Regions from separate parts of the Mustela erminea genome. Here region 1 is linked to region 2. Evidence: chromatin contacts called from public Hi-C data. All regions are on one chromosome and are shown on one strand. Each heading gives the region's core, a stretch centred on a gene start, on an enhancer-like site or on the middle of the called end of the contact. The rest is flanking DNA. Distances are from core to core; before and after follow the strand shown. Region 1 holds the start of SKAP2 (src kinase-associated phosphoprotein 2). Region 2 holds the start of HOXA4 (homeobox protein Hox-A4).

The links. A called contact is a pair of places that touch in the nucleus more often than the background predicts.
Region 1: a Hi-C map of skeletal muscle shows a contact between it and region 2, with 8 times the contacts expected there. The contact joins the promoter of SKAP2 here to the promoter of HOXA4 in region 2. A contact is called at or near these places in 2 of 3 Hi-C or Micro-C datasets (skeletal muscle and spleen).

What each region holds. Positions count from the first base shown.
Region 1 is chr11:48,755,363-48,762,027 of mMusErm1.Pri, forward strand. SKAP2 (src kinase-associated phosphoprotein 2) reads left to right here and starts at 1,439. Exons shown (of 13, transcript XM_032305887.1): 1 at 1,439-1,677. The coding sequence starts at 1,611.
Region 2 is chr11:48,543,656-48,550,472 of mMusErm1.Pri, forward strand. It overlaps HOXA4 (homeobox protein Hox-A4), which reads left to right and starts at 2,045. Exons shown (of 2, transcript XM_032303943.1): 1 at 2,045-4,506; 2 at 5,059-6,089. The coding sequence starts at 3,879. The coding sequence ends at 5,405. HOXA5 (homeobox protein Hox-A5) reads left to right here. Exons shown (of 3, transcript XR_004276656.1): 3 at 1-1,956.

The DNA.
Region 1 (6,665 bases), core at 189-2,688, 210 kb after region 2:
AAGAAAATCTTTAAAAAAATTTCATTGCATTTGACCACTTAATTTTTTACTATTACTTTCTGAGACTTTTTTGTATGAAATATTAATAGAGCCATTGCTTTATGTCACATTTAGGGCTCCAGGTGGGGAAGAAAGGTTAAGTTACAGCAAATTCTGTGCTGCATGGATCTGGAAAGTGGTAAAGTGATTCTCAAAATCAACTCTTAGGATCGGAACTGCGAGAAGGTTTATTTAAAATGGAAATACTCAGGTCCCCTTCTAAATGGACAGAATCAGAATCTCTGGGAGTGGAACTTGAGAATCTGCATTGTTAATAAATTCTCTATCATTTTAATGAAAACTGAAGTTTAAGGACTGTTGATCATGTGAGGGCCTCAGGGTAGAGAAGTAAGCAATTTATACACCACACACCACACTACAATCTTCAAAATACAATAGTAGCATGAAGGAAAGCTTTGTCAGGGCAGCAGTTCCCATACTCCGGGAGGAAGACGGAATGCAACACACACACACACACACACACACACACACACACACTCAGAATATACATATATAGAGAATATATATATACAGTGTATAGAATACACACACACACACACACACACACACACACACACACACACACTTTAAAGGCACCAGAACGTGTCTTTTGGGTTTTAGAGAAACCCTAAGAAGATTTACAGATAGAAGACCTGCAATAAATATCTGTCAATCAGGTTGGAGCGAACACCTTTTATAATTCCGTTCTACTAATCAGCAATTTTTTTTTTCTTTTGGATGCTTATAGATGGGACAGTAGTATTTATGCCTTTTTCTTTTTTAACTCAAAAGGATAGTGACTAGAACGTCTCACTCTTCGTTCATAGTGGGGAAGTCGCCCCAACAATAAGAATTAGGTAGAAAAGTAATTTAAGAACCAATCAGCTCTCTGGAGCAGCTCCAGACGGCTTCCCAGGGAAGACTGGCGGAAGATGGGACTTGGTTACCTCATTCAATCGGACAAAGAAGGCCACAATAGTCTAGGGCGGCTGAAAATTCCTTGTGGGTTACCACGTGAGGTGTTAAACCTCGGCGGGGCTGACCTTTGGCTAGAAGTCCTTTAATAGGAAAATTAGGGGCACTATGGATAATTTATTTTTCGGGATCCTGGAGAAACGGTCAGCGGTTGTGGAGGTACCAGTAACCAAAATGGCTGCAAGGCGCTTCAGGCTGCAGATCAGGTGATGCAGCCCCCGTCCGCTCCCTTCCCACCAGCCGCTCCTCCCGCTCCCTTACGTAGGGGTGGGTGTGGTCTGTCCGGAGGCTCTTTTCCGAGGCTAGGAAAACCATAGGACACATGCGCAGTTGGGCTCCTCAGGCGCTTCGGGTCTCCTCCCAGCCCATCGCCCCGCCCCTATCTGCCGGGCGGGGCTGGGCCGAGAGTCCAGCAGCTGCTGGCTAGGGCTTCAGGGACTTCCTTGTTGTGAGTCCCGGCCCGGCAGTGTCCGGACTCGTAGCACCGCTGTCCTTACCGGGACCGCTAGTCCGAGTCTAGGTCGCAGCCGCAACCTCAGCCCGTCGGTCCCCCTTTCAGCACAGGTCTTTTCCCCGCACGCCCCGCGCTCCCTAACATGCCCAACCCCAGCAGCACCTCCTCTCCCTACCCCCTCCCTGAGGAAATTAGGAACCTGTTGGCAGGTAAAGAGCCCGGGGGGTAAAGGGGGCGGGCAGCGCTGCTGGGGCGGGGGCGGGGGCGGGGGCGAGGGGACGGCGAGCCGGTGGGGACAGAAGCATTCAGCGTCTCCGCCCTCCCTCCCCACGCTTCCCAGGTCTCCCGTCCAGTGGGAGCAGGACTGGGAAAGGGGAAGCGGGGTCTGAGAAGGGAGTGGGCGTGTGTTGAAATTTGGTTCAGGGGTGCTGGGGAAGCCCCCCCGGATGGGCTAGACTAACGGGATCACGGCAGTTCTGTATGCATCGTGAGGACGTCGTGTGCGTGTGTGTGTGAGAGAGAGAGAAGGGAGAGGAGGGGAGAGGGAATGGTCATGAGTGCGTGTCTGAGAACTGGGAAGGGCTCAGAAGTCGAAGAAGTTGTTCTTCGGGGGCCTGGCCAATGGAGGACAAGGGTGTAAAGATGCAGAAAGATGTCTGAGCTACAGGTGTTCGAGGTGGTGGGACGCAAGGTTTTGTCATTTCTAAAACTCTTTTTTCTTAAACGTTCATTGCGCTCATATTTAAGACTTTCAAAGAGGGCCTGATTCTCAAATGCCCACTTGTCTTCAGCCTGAGTAACATGAAAACAAAAAAGGAAGTATGTGTTAAGGTCCAACTTCCTGTGTCACACGATGAAAGTACTTCATCTTTGCACCCTCATCTTCCCCTTTTCAGTTTTAAATGACCATTTATAGGAACTTACGCTAGGAGTTCAAGATGCGGTTCTTCAAGGATATTACGAATCCACTCCTCGTTCATTACTCTGCTAGGGAATGGAGAGGCATATTTCTGCACAAAGTAGAGAACACATCTTTTCAGGGTAGCACAAATCTTACCCATCCTGATGCTCCGAAATTCTTACCATCATTTATTTTGTCATTAGGTTCATCAGAATTCTAGAAACTGAATTTTGATGGTTTTACTTTAGTTGTCTCAAGTATTTATCTTTAAATATTGGTCATGAATAGCTGGATTAGAAGAGTTTCTTTTAGATGTTTCTTACAAGTTGCTTATTTTAACTTTAAAAATTAATATCTAAAATGTGACATTTTAAGTAAGTTGCTATTATAGTGTGAGACCAAATCTCCTAATACTCTGTTTTGCTCATTAGCATCATGAATATGATTAAGAGAATAAAACCAATAGCGTATGAATGCAGACTTAGGTTTGTCTAAACACGATTACAGTGTGATAAATGCATTTGTGGTGGGATAGTATTTTACTCTTAAGAATGCTTATTGTCATTAATGGGTACCACTAAGAGAAATATAAAGAACTATAAAGACTTGATTTGAGGCAGCTTTTACTCCTGATTTTTGCCACAGTTAACATTTTCATTGTTACAATGCTGGAGTTTCATGTTTAGGCTACTATTTTAATAGCCATACTGGAGAAGTGTTTATCATTAAGTACAGACCTCTGGGTGCACACCTTTAAAAACACACCTTTAAAAAGCCTGAGAGCTCCAACAGGAGGCAGTTTGCTATTTGGGTCCACAATCATACTTTTTTTTTTTAAGATTTTATTTATCTGACAGACAGAGATCACAAGTAGGCAGAGAGGCAGGCAGAGAGAGGAGAAAGCAGGCTCCCCGCTGAGCAGAGAACCCGATGCGGGGCTCGAACCCAGGACCCTGGGATCATGACCTGAGCCGAAGGCAGAGGCTTTAACCCACTGAGCCACCTAGGCGCCCCCCCCCATAACCATACTTTTGTCGATAGTATGAGACTCATTATTTTCTGATTCCCATAAATTACAAATATTTCATGTGGCCCTTATGTATATAATTTGCTGCAAGCTTATTATATTTAAATTATCTACCAATGCTAACTTCCTATATACTTAGCCACTTCTCTCTCTTTAGTCCGTTAATATACCTGCATAATGTCCGAAATGAGTGTTTTAAAAGTTATCTTTAAAAGTCAGGTTTTCAAAACAGAGGGTTGCTAGTGGGGAAGGGGGCAGGGAGAGGGGGGCTGGGTTATGGACATTGGGGAGGGTGTGTGCTATAGTGAGTGCTGTGAAGTGTGTAAACCTGGTGATTCACAGAACCGTAGCCCTGCGGCTAATAATACATCATATGTTAATAAAAAAAAATAAATAAAAGTCAAGTTTTCAGTATTTCATATTATTAAACAAATCACATGTAAAACACATAAAGTGTTAGAATCAAATATGAAAATTAAAAATATTAAAATTTAAAAATTAAAATTAATCTTTAAACTTTGACTTATACTTTATATTCAGAGGACATTTTCAAGAGGTATGGATTTGAGGGAATATCTGTCTATACTTTTTAAAGAAACTAGTGTTTTTCAGTTTCCTTTTTTAACGTATTATTCAAAGAAAGATGTTAACATTTTGTGTTTGACTGTAATTAAAATCTTTTTGGAGATAGGAAAGGTTGCAAGAATAAAGGTTCTCAGCAGCCTTTTCACATTTTTCATCCAAAAAATTCTGTTGGGATTGTGCATGAGTATTTGCGTAATTCAAGTGTTTTGGGTAATAGTAGGTTAGATTTAAGATTACTACAACTATAGAGGGAGAACATTAGTTTGAATTTTAGGGATTACTGCATTACCTGATACTTTCTTTGAAACTAAGAAGGAGGTATTAGTAGTGATGGTTGTAGTTAATAGTTGAGTACTCTGAGAATGCTTGACACCATGCTAGAATTCCCATGTAGAGAAGATAAGGACCTAAACTTTTCAGGCACTTCAAATCTTTGTCTACAGAAAACAAGGAAGTAAAGTCAAAAGATAATGCCTATCAAAATAATGTTGCTCAGACATTTCCCTTTGTGTTCTGTGTGCCTATTACTCAAATCATTGTATGTCCTGTGTTAAATGCTTGACATTTGGACTGCTTGATAGAAATAGGTGCTCAATGTATTCTTATCAGTTTATATTATTTTCTTTCTCTTTATTTTTCTTTCTAATTATAGCAGTTTTAGGCTTCCCTTCACTATTTGTTCTCCTCTCTCCTCATTCTTTCCCCTCTAAAACATTCTATAGAAATGCAAAAACCCATAGATGCTATCATTCTTAACTCATATTTAATGATACTCTTGAAAAAGTGGCTATATGGTTTTGACTGTTAGTGATATATATTTCTCTGGAATCAGTATATTAAATCTTGAAAGCCTATACTTCTTGTAAAGGTGTTGTATTATTCTTTTGTTACATGAATAGAAAAAAGGTTATAGATTTTTGTTAAAAGCAAATTTTGATCTGCCTATGCGCTATAGACAATCTGTATTTTTTTTTTTTCACAACAATGGAAGAACAGGTTTAGCCTGGATAATTGGAATCAATGGATAATTTCAGATCTTGCCCATTTAATCTTTTCCTACATCCAAATATTTTGACTAGGACAACAGCGAGAATAATCTTGATTTATGTGAGTTGTTCCTCCAAGCAGGCGAGAAAGTGAGAGGAACTAGAACCACGGGTTCCCAACCCCCTTCATTTGTTTAACCATCCTTTGAATACTGGAGTGTTAGTAGTTTGCAATCAGATATTTGTTTTAGGACAACATGTTTGAAGAGAAAAGCTGTAAGAGGATGTAAGTTTCTTTTTATTAAGTTAGAAGATGAAACCAATGCTGATAGGAGAAAATAGTGCTTGTCAGTACTCTGAAAATCTAAACAAACAATAAACAAAGTGGCTATATGGTTTCTCCAAAGTGACCTTGAGGGCCGCCCCCCCCCCCCCCCCCCCCCGCAGGGCAGTCTTGATTAGAAATATTGCGTTTTTCCCTACTGGGGATTTCCAGAACATTTTTTTTTTTTAAACTTCACACATTAAAATGGATATTCCCTTTAGGGGCACTAGATAAAGAATGCAATTCCGCTGAAATAGAGGGGGAATTTTTTTCAGTGCTAAGAATAGTATGGTTTGATTTCCACCTTTCTTAAATTCCATTTATAATTTGGTCAACGTTTGGGTTTGTTTTTCCTATGAGAATTATTTATGGTACATCTAGTGTCCATAATTTGCTTCTGGGGCATTGGCTGAGTATGTAAAGGGAAGAGTGCCACCTACTGAGTCACCAATAGTCACCTACTTCTTTAGCACCTGGATTTTCTTACAGAGTGAGAACAAGCCTTCCCCATTTTGGCAGTGATAACTAATGAGCATAAAGGTGCTATGAGGACATTTGATCTTGAAGTGAAATCCGTTTATCATGCCTCTAAGGTTTTCTCTTCAAGAAACAGGAATATATGTAAATCAAAGGAACAAAATTTTATAATTTCTTATTATGGGTCAAATAACATAGATGTATTAAGGTGTGATGTTAAGAAAATTATTTTCCTTTATTAAGCATATAATGTCCTACTTATTCTTGGGAGGGGATCTTTGGCTGGCTTGTTTTCCAACCTCACTTTCCATTGAAAGTATTTTCATCTCTGATATGTACAATTTTTACAGTTACTCAACCCAAGTTATCACTGGGTTTCTTTAAAAAAAAAAAAGGCATCTAAATACATTAAAAAAATAAGAAGAAATTACCAAATAGGTTTATCTCTACATTAAAGTATTACTAGAAGGAGGATAGAAACAACAGTGTAGGAAAAGCCTCTGGTGATTTGAAACACACTTCAGTTGTCTCTCATAAATTTAAGATTAAGTGTCATATATGGGTGATAAAAGTGGCATAGGCTAGTTTTTATATACTCATTATTCACTTAGTTTGTCTTTTTCAATTAAAGCCAAGTCTATCTTTTTCATTCCACTGAGTTTACATTTCTTTTTCAATCACATACTGAACACATTACAATAGATGCTACCTAACAGTGAATATAGTGTAAATCTCAGACTAATGTGTTATTCACTGTGGCTTCTTTGAAAATGCGTGGTAAAAAGACTTTGATTATTATAAGGTGTTATTTATCAAGAGTCATCTTTTAGAGGGGGAAACATGTTCATCTGTATTCTTCAACAGCCCAGTTTTCTATCAAAATAAATCATGGAGCT
Region 2 (6,817 bases), core at 795-3,294:
ATTATGTGTCTCTTCAAGAAGACCTTGTTATTGTGGTATTGGTTAAAAGCGTGCCACACCTTAGAAACATGTCAACTTCAATAAGCATAGACACCCCTTCACCAGCTTTAAAGTTGTTTTGTTTTGTTTTAAAGTACCTGCAGAAGTTATTGCTTTTGGAGTACCCACCTTTTTTATTTGGAGGAGTTTTATCTTTAGGCCCCTCACACAATTCAGTTTAAAATTCATGTTTAATCCAGATACATATTTCAATCCTTATGTGTGGGTTGAGTGCACTATTGTAAACTACTACAAGGAAAGTGCCCCTTGGTGGAATGGCTGATAGAGTGTTGCTTCTCTAAAATCATATGCCTACTGTAGATCTCAGGAAGTCCTCAAATGCCACCATCAGGCATTTTGAAATAGAGCTATTACCGTGTGCGCTCCAAAGACTTGCTTCAGACAGAGAACAGTCTGGAGAACACTCGCTCTAAAGAACAAAGGACAAATACAGTCAATACATTCCATAACGTTTACATTTCCTTTGCTTTTCCCCTTGGTTTTCCCTGAGAAGGAGTGACCTGGGCAAAGCACTCTGCTCTCTAAAAGACACTGTATAGACCTTTTAGAAGCGCAAAGTCCAAGGCCGAGGTGAACTTCAGGTCAGCGCGTCTAACAAATATGAAAATGTCGGCTAGTGAAGGGCGCGCCTTGTGATTTAACAAAGACTGTCAATGTGTAAGATTAATAAGAAACAAAATGCGCACGGTGTCACTGTTCGGTCACTTTGAAACTTGGGACAGGGTTGCATTCAAGAGGGAAGGCTGTTCCAAATATATTCAAAATGATTCAAATCAGATTCAAACGAGGCTGCAGACACTGCCTCCCTCTTGCCCTCCCTCTCCCTTAGACTCCCTTCGCTCTCCTTTTCCATCTGGGATTCGAGGACATGATGAAAAGTTATTTCACTTAATGGGATTTTAAGAAAGCTTTTGTTGGGAATATATGTTATCTCTGCACGTGGAAATGAGCAAATGCGCTCACCAGTTTCCCAAGAAAAGGATAACGCTTTCACCCTGCTAGGGACTGGAGCCAGTTGGTGTGCGAAGATTAGCACGCTCCCTCTCTGCTCGATTTCAGGGCATCCCATCTTTTCTCCGGCGAGACGCTGCTGGTAAACTTCAGTTTATTTATTAATCAAGTTAGTCTCTTCCTGGCTTTGCTTTGGTGTGTTGGATCTTATGTAAAGGCAAGAGGTTTGGTTTTTTTAAAGCGTTTTTCAGAAGATTATTTGATTCCATGGAATGATGCTATGGCTTGCAAAGAGAGATTGTGGAAGGATCAGAAAAGGTACTGAGATTGTTTATTACAGCCATAAATCTTGCAGTAAAATGTCAAAATGTCGGTGTGTGAGATAACACTTGGTGGTCCTGGCTCCGTTTGTGTTTATGATAGGAACCACAAAGACAAGTTACAGGCCTTGGGGGATTCTGTGTAAGCCCATCTTCCAAAAGTAATAGAACCACATGAAACACAGGCACAGTTAACTCGTTTAGGTTAACCATATACAAAACAGTGCCTGTGTCTCGTTAATACTTTAAAAATAGAAACGCAGTAGAAGGTTCTGAGGCTAAACAACATGAATTTTGTGTTTTAGTGTCTGTAAATAATATTAAACAGATGTAGTTAAGACCCTAGTACTCAAGGCTGATGACATGAGGATGGCAAAATTTCCTTGTCATGTTTTTTTTTCTTTCCCTGAAGCTTAGGAAGCCACGTTTTGTAAATTACATTATGTATGTATATATTGTTCATATAAAATAATATATAAAATATGATGCACATATTTTTTTCTTGTTGTAGAGAAATAACTGATTTAGTTAGCTATATCACAGGCTAGATTTCCCCCCAACTCTAGAGAGGATGTCTAAAGATTACGCTCAGTGTTGATTTCTGTCTGTGGCTCAGATTTCATTTTTTAAAAAATTTCAGGGTGCCCCTTGTCGATGCACAGCACTTTTCAGAGACACACATCCAATGTGGAAAACCTCTTTGTACCACTTCAGGGTGATTCCAGTTGGAAAGCTAACATGATCCCTTTTTTAACCTCTTTTCCTGAATTAGTTTAAAGATTAGTCCCATATAATAGGCTTTATGTGGCTAAGCATTAAATGGCTATCCATCAAATGGATATATTCCAGCATTTAGTAACTTATATGAGTAAGCGATATAAATGAAGATAGAATTGACATTCCTTTTGAAGTGTCTCCAGGCTTAGGCTATAACTTTCCTTGTCTGCAGTCCAGACTCAGTTGTGAGAAAGCTGTTTATACTGCTCTTTGAAAATTCAACTAAGGTGCACCAGCTGAAAAATTCTTGCTTTGCATGCCAATATGAAATTATTTTTAGCATGGTGACTATGCTAGTTTGCACTGCTTTCATCTAGGCTGACAAGTAGAGGATCCAGGTGTGTCTGTTACTCAGAAAATGAAAGGGAAAGTACACCCTACGAGTAAGGTATCAGTATTTACTTCAAAGATCAACATTAGGTGGAATTAATATGTAATTTATTTGTTAATAATGGCGTAATTAGTTTACCCATCAAATTTCAATTACCAAATGGCAGGCAACAGTCCTCCTCCCTTTCCAGAGCTGCTGCTATCGTTAATATGCTAATTTTCAGCAATTCAGAAATTATAGATTATCCTGTAAATATAACTTTAGCCTCAAATACAGCCCGAGAAAGCAGCATCCTGAAGACAAAACATAGAATTCTTAGCGGGAAAAGAGACCGTCAGCGATCAGACTGGGCACAGTGCCTATTCCGTCCTTAGCTTTTTTGTTTGGGGATTGTTCTGAAATAGGAAGTTGTTGGTTTCAAAACTCGATTTTTGTGGAGGCGTCGCTGCTACCTATCCCCCCCTTGGGCTATGTTTTCTCTCACAGTCGCGCCTAGTAAATGCAAGTGTGTTTAACTCTCAAATCGACACCTCAATAAAATGAGATGCTATTAGAAAAGTTTTGATTTTTCTTAGAAAAAAATAAAATAGATTCTGTCTCTAAAAGGAAGAAAAAATGAAAAGTGCCCATCTGGTTATATTGGAACGGCCTTGCTTTACAACCTCGGTCCCACTTCTCTCAGCTATTCACCCACCCACCCTTGCGGCTCCTGCCGGGCTTCTCGAAGCAGGGGATCTCTGGCGCACGATGTGAGGAAGAGGATCAGCTGGTGAAAAAAATGGGTCTGTTGGCCTTATTCGTTTTATTCAGGGGAGGATTAAAACCAGGACACCTCCAAGGTCTCGACGCCATTTCCTCCCCACACCGGCCTCGAACCCTGGAAGACGCCAGGCCAGTCTAGGCTGGGCCCGAGGTCAGCGCTGGGCCGCTGTCACCCGGCTGCCCCGAGGCCTATGCTAGAAGTACGGCACGAAAAGGGCCCGGCCTGGGCGTCCAAAGGACCAGAAGCACTGGCGGGCCCCGAATTCCCAGCAGTACTCGAAGTTGGGGGATTGGGGGGGACCAAAGCTCCAGCTCCCTCCCTCCGCCAGAGGCCGGACAGCCGCATCCATCACCCGCCCGCGCGCTTCCTGATCCGGGTCCGCGCGCGCGGCGCGCCTATTGGCGGGGGCTAGTCACGTGGTGGGTACAGGGCGGGGGCGCGCGCGGGACCGAGACGAGCGCGCGCGCGAGGGGGGTGGGGGGAGGAGCGGCGCGAACTTTGGTGGCGCTGGCTGCCGCGGGAGGGGGAGGGGGAGGGGTGGGCGCTTGACAGCGGGGGAGGGGAAGGGAGCAGAGGAAAGGGGGGATGGGAAGCGAGGCAGGAGGGGGAGGGGCCTCGGCGAGCCCAGAAAAACGACAACGCGAGAAAAATTAGTATTTTTGCACTTCACAAATTAATGACCATGAGCTCGTTTTTGATAAACTCCAACTACATCGAGCCCAAGTTCCCTCCCTTTGAGGAGTACGCGCAGCACAGCGGCCCGGGCGGCGGAGACGGCGGCCCAGGCGGGGGCCCCAGCTACCAGCAGCCCCCAGCGCCCGCGGCCCAGCACCTGCCGGCGCAACAGCCCCAGCTCCCCCACGCGGGCAACAGCCGCGAGCCCCCCGCCTCCTACTACGCGCCACGGGCCGCCCGCGAGCCCTCCTACCCTGCGGCCGCGCTCTACCCCGCGCATGGTGCCGCCGACGCCGCCTACCCCTATGGCTATCGCGGTGGCGCCAGCCCGGGGCGGCAGCCACAGCCCGAGCAGCCCCCGGCGCGAGCCAAGGGTCCTGCGCACGGCCTGCACGCGAGCCACGTCCTGCCGCCGGGGCGGCAGCCCCCGCCGCCGCCTCCCCCGCAGCATCGCGCGGCGCCCCCTGCACCCCCGCGGCGTTGCGAGGCGGCTCCAGCCACCCCGGGCGTCCCGGCAGGGGGCAGCGCCCCCGCGTGCCCGCTGCTCCTGGCCGACAAGAACCCGCCCGGCCTGAAGGGCAAAGAGCCTGTGGTGTACCCCTGGATGAAGAAGATCCATGTCAGCGCCGGTACGTGGCGCCGCTGGGGAGGCGCGGGAGGGTGGGCTGGGGCCGGGCCGGGGTTCGGGGGTCGGGGCGAGGGTCAGAAGAGGAGACTGAGGGGAAGGGGGCCTCTGGAGGGGAGCCCCCATCTGGCCCGAGCTACAGTGGGATGTGGGTGTGTGCGCGCCAGCCAGCCGCCTGATCCTAACGTGAGAACCCTTTTGTACCCGGGGTCCCTTTATCGAGAGATTTACGAGACGCCAAACTGTTAGGGCAGTAATTATAGCCCCCATAAATTTAATTGCCCTGGCAGAGGCTTCAGGCCATGTGTCTTTGAAGCTTTTCTTCAGCCCCAATGCCCAGCACCATTCTTTATGGCTCTCGGGTGTTTCCCGTTGTCAATAGCCTGTGAAACATTTTCTTTGCCGTTTTATGTATCTTGCGTGAACTTGGTGTCAGGTTATTATATAATGATGATGTCCAATTGCTCTTCCCCACCCCACCTTCTCTCTCCTCCTCCTTTCCCTCTCTTCCACTCCCTCCTCCTTGGCCTTCTCCTTCGGGGTTATGGGCGTTCAGTCAACCCCAGTTATAACGGAGGGGAGCCCAAGCGCTCTCGAACCGCATACACCCGACAGCAGGTCTTGGAGCTGGAGAAGGAGTTCCACTTTAACCGCTACCTGACCCGGCGGCGCCGCATCGAGATCGCCCACACGCTCTGCTTGTCCGAGCGCCAGGTCAAGATCTGGTTTCAGAACCGGAGGATGAAGTGGAAGAAAGATCACAAATTGCCCAACACTAAGATGCGGTCCTCCAACTCGGCCTCGGCCTCAGCAGGCCCGCCAGGGAAAGCACAAACTCAGAGCCCGCACCTGCCTCCCCACTCCCACCAGGGTGCCTCCACACCCATTCCCTCCTCCATATAATCTTCTAGAGATCTAGACCAGTTTCATTCCCCCACCTGCTTTTCCCCCCCTCTTCTGCCCTTTTCCCCATACTCCTACCTGTCTGGACCATAACAGACCCCCAAACAAAACCCAACTTGGTGAAAAGGATAATAGAAGACATTATGTCGGTAAGAGTATGTGCTGGTTGCCACCTAAGAGAAGACAATAGCCAGGATGCTGGCTGATGTCAGCATCAACCTGCTGGCCTGAATAAGGCTGCAGGTTTGGGTACCTGAGAAGGACCACTTGGCAACAGATACTTTTGAGATGGCTAAACCCAGCTGGACAGCCCATACTGACTAGGCACACATATATGTATATTTGTTGCAAGCAGAAGAAAACAGACCCTTTTCCCACCTTCCCTACCTCCCCCTTCCACATTAAGGCAGCTCATACAAGCTTGTATTGAACTGAATAAATGAGTAGACATTGTGGACCTCACAAGATTATTTAATTCTCAAAATGTATAGACCTTGATGGTAGATGTGACACATGTTAGTTTTCCTTCCTTGCATTTATTTAAAATATTGTTGTAGAGTTGTTGTTGTCTTACTCTGAGGCACAATCTTGGGGGTTCGGGGAGTGCATTTAGACCCATGTGCAACTGTACAAATTGTGGTGTGGCTATATAGAAAAGCCATGTGCTAAGAATAAACTCTGTTTAAAAAAAACCATTAAAGTTCTAAGACACATTTGTGTGTTTCCTACTTTTAATTAAAAAAAAAAAAGTTCTCTGGATTGAGATGTTTGACCTTGCATGTAAAAATCCTATAGATAGTTCGAGTTATGTTCACTTGAATTCTGACTGCTCACATAATTTGTGTGAGTGTGTTCAACTCGAGCTGAACTCTTGTCAAGTTTGACCCACTGTGGGAAAAGTTCCAAAGAGCAGGGAGGCTCTTGAGCTCTGAGAGGGCTCCTCTTCTTCCCAAACTTGGCCAGGCTTTCAGGCTTCAAGTCTGTGTAAGGCATAGAAACGTGTCCTTCCCTGCAATGAAAGGTGAAACCGCGCAATGCTGAGGGCCCAGGGGTTTCTGCAGCTGTTCTACACGCTGAACTCTGAGCACACTTGGAAAGAAGTGGTCCCTTTGGTATTTATTGCACCTTCACACTTAATCTGCCTGTTTCCCTGGAGATTAAAAAAAAAAATAGTTTGCGCAGAGAGTTGAGATTGCTTTTTGTTTCTTGGATATTTTTAAGGTTCTCTTTGCTAACTACAGCTTGGGGGTTTTTGTTTTTCTTTTCTTTCTTTCTTTCTTTCTTTCTTTCTTTCAGAAGCAAGAGCTTTCAAAATAAACTGAATTTTTCAGGTAAACCCTCCAAAGTTTTTGAGGAAAGAAAAAGCATAATGACACTCCCAAAATGCACCCCAAGCAAGGTAGACCTAGGAA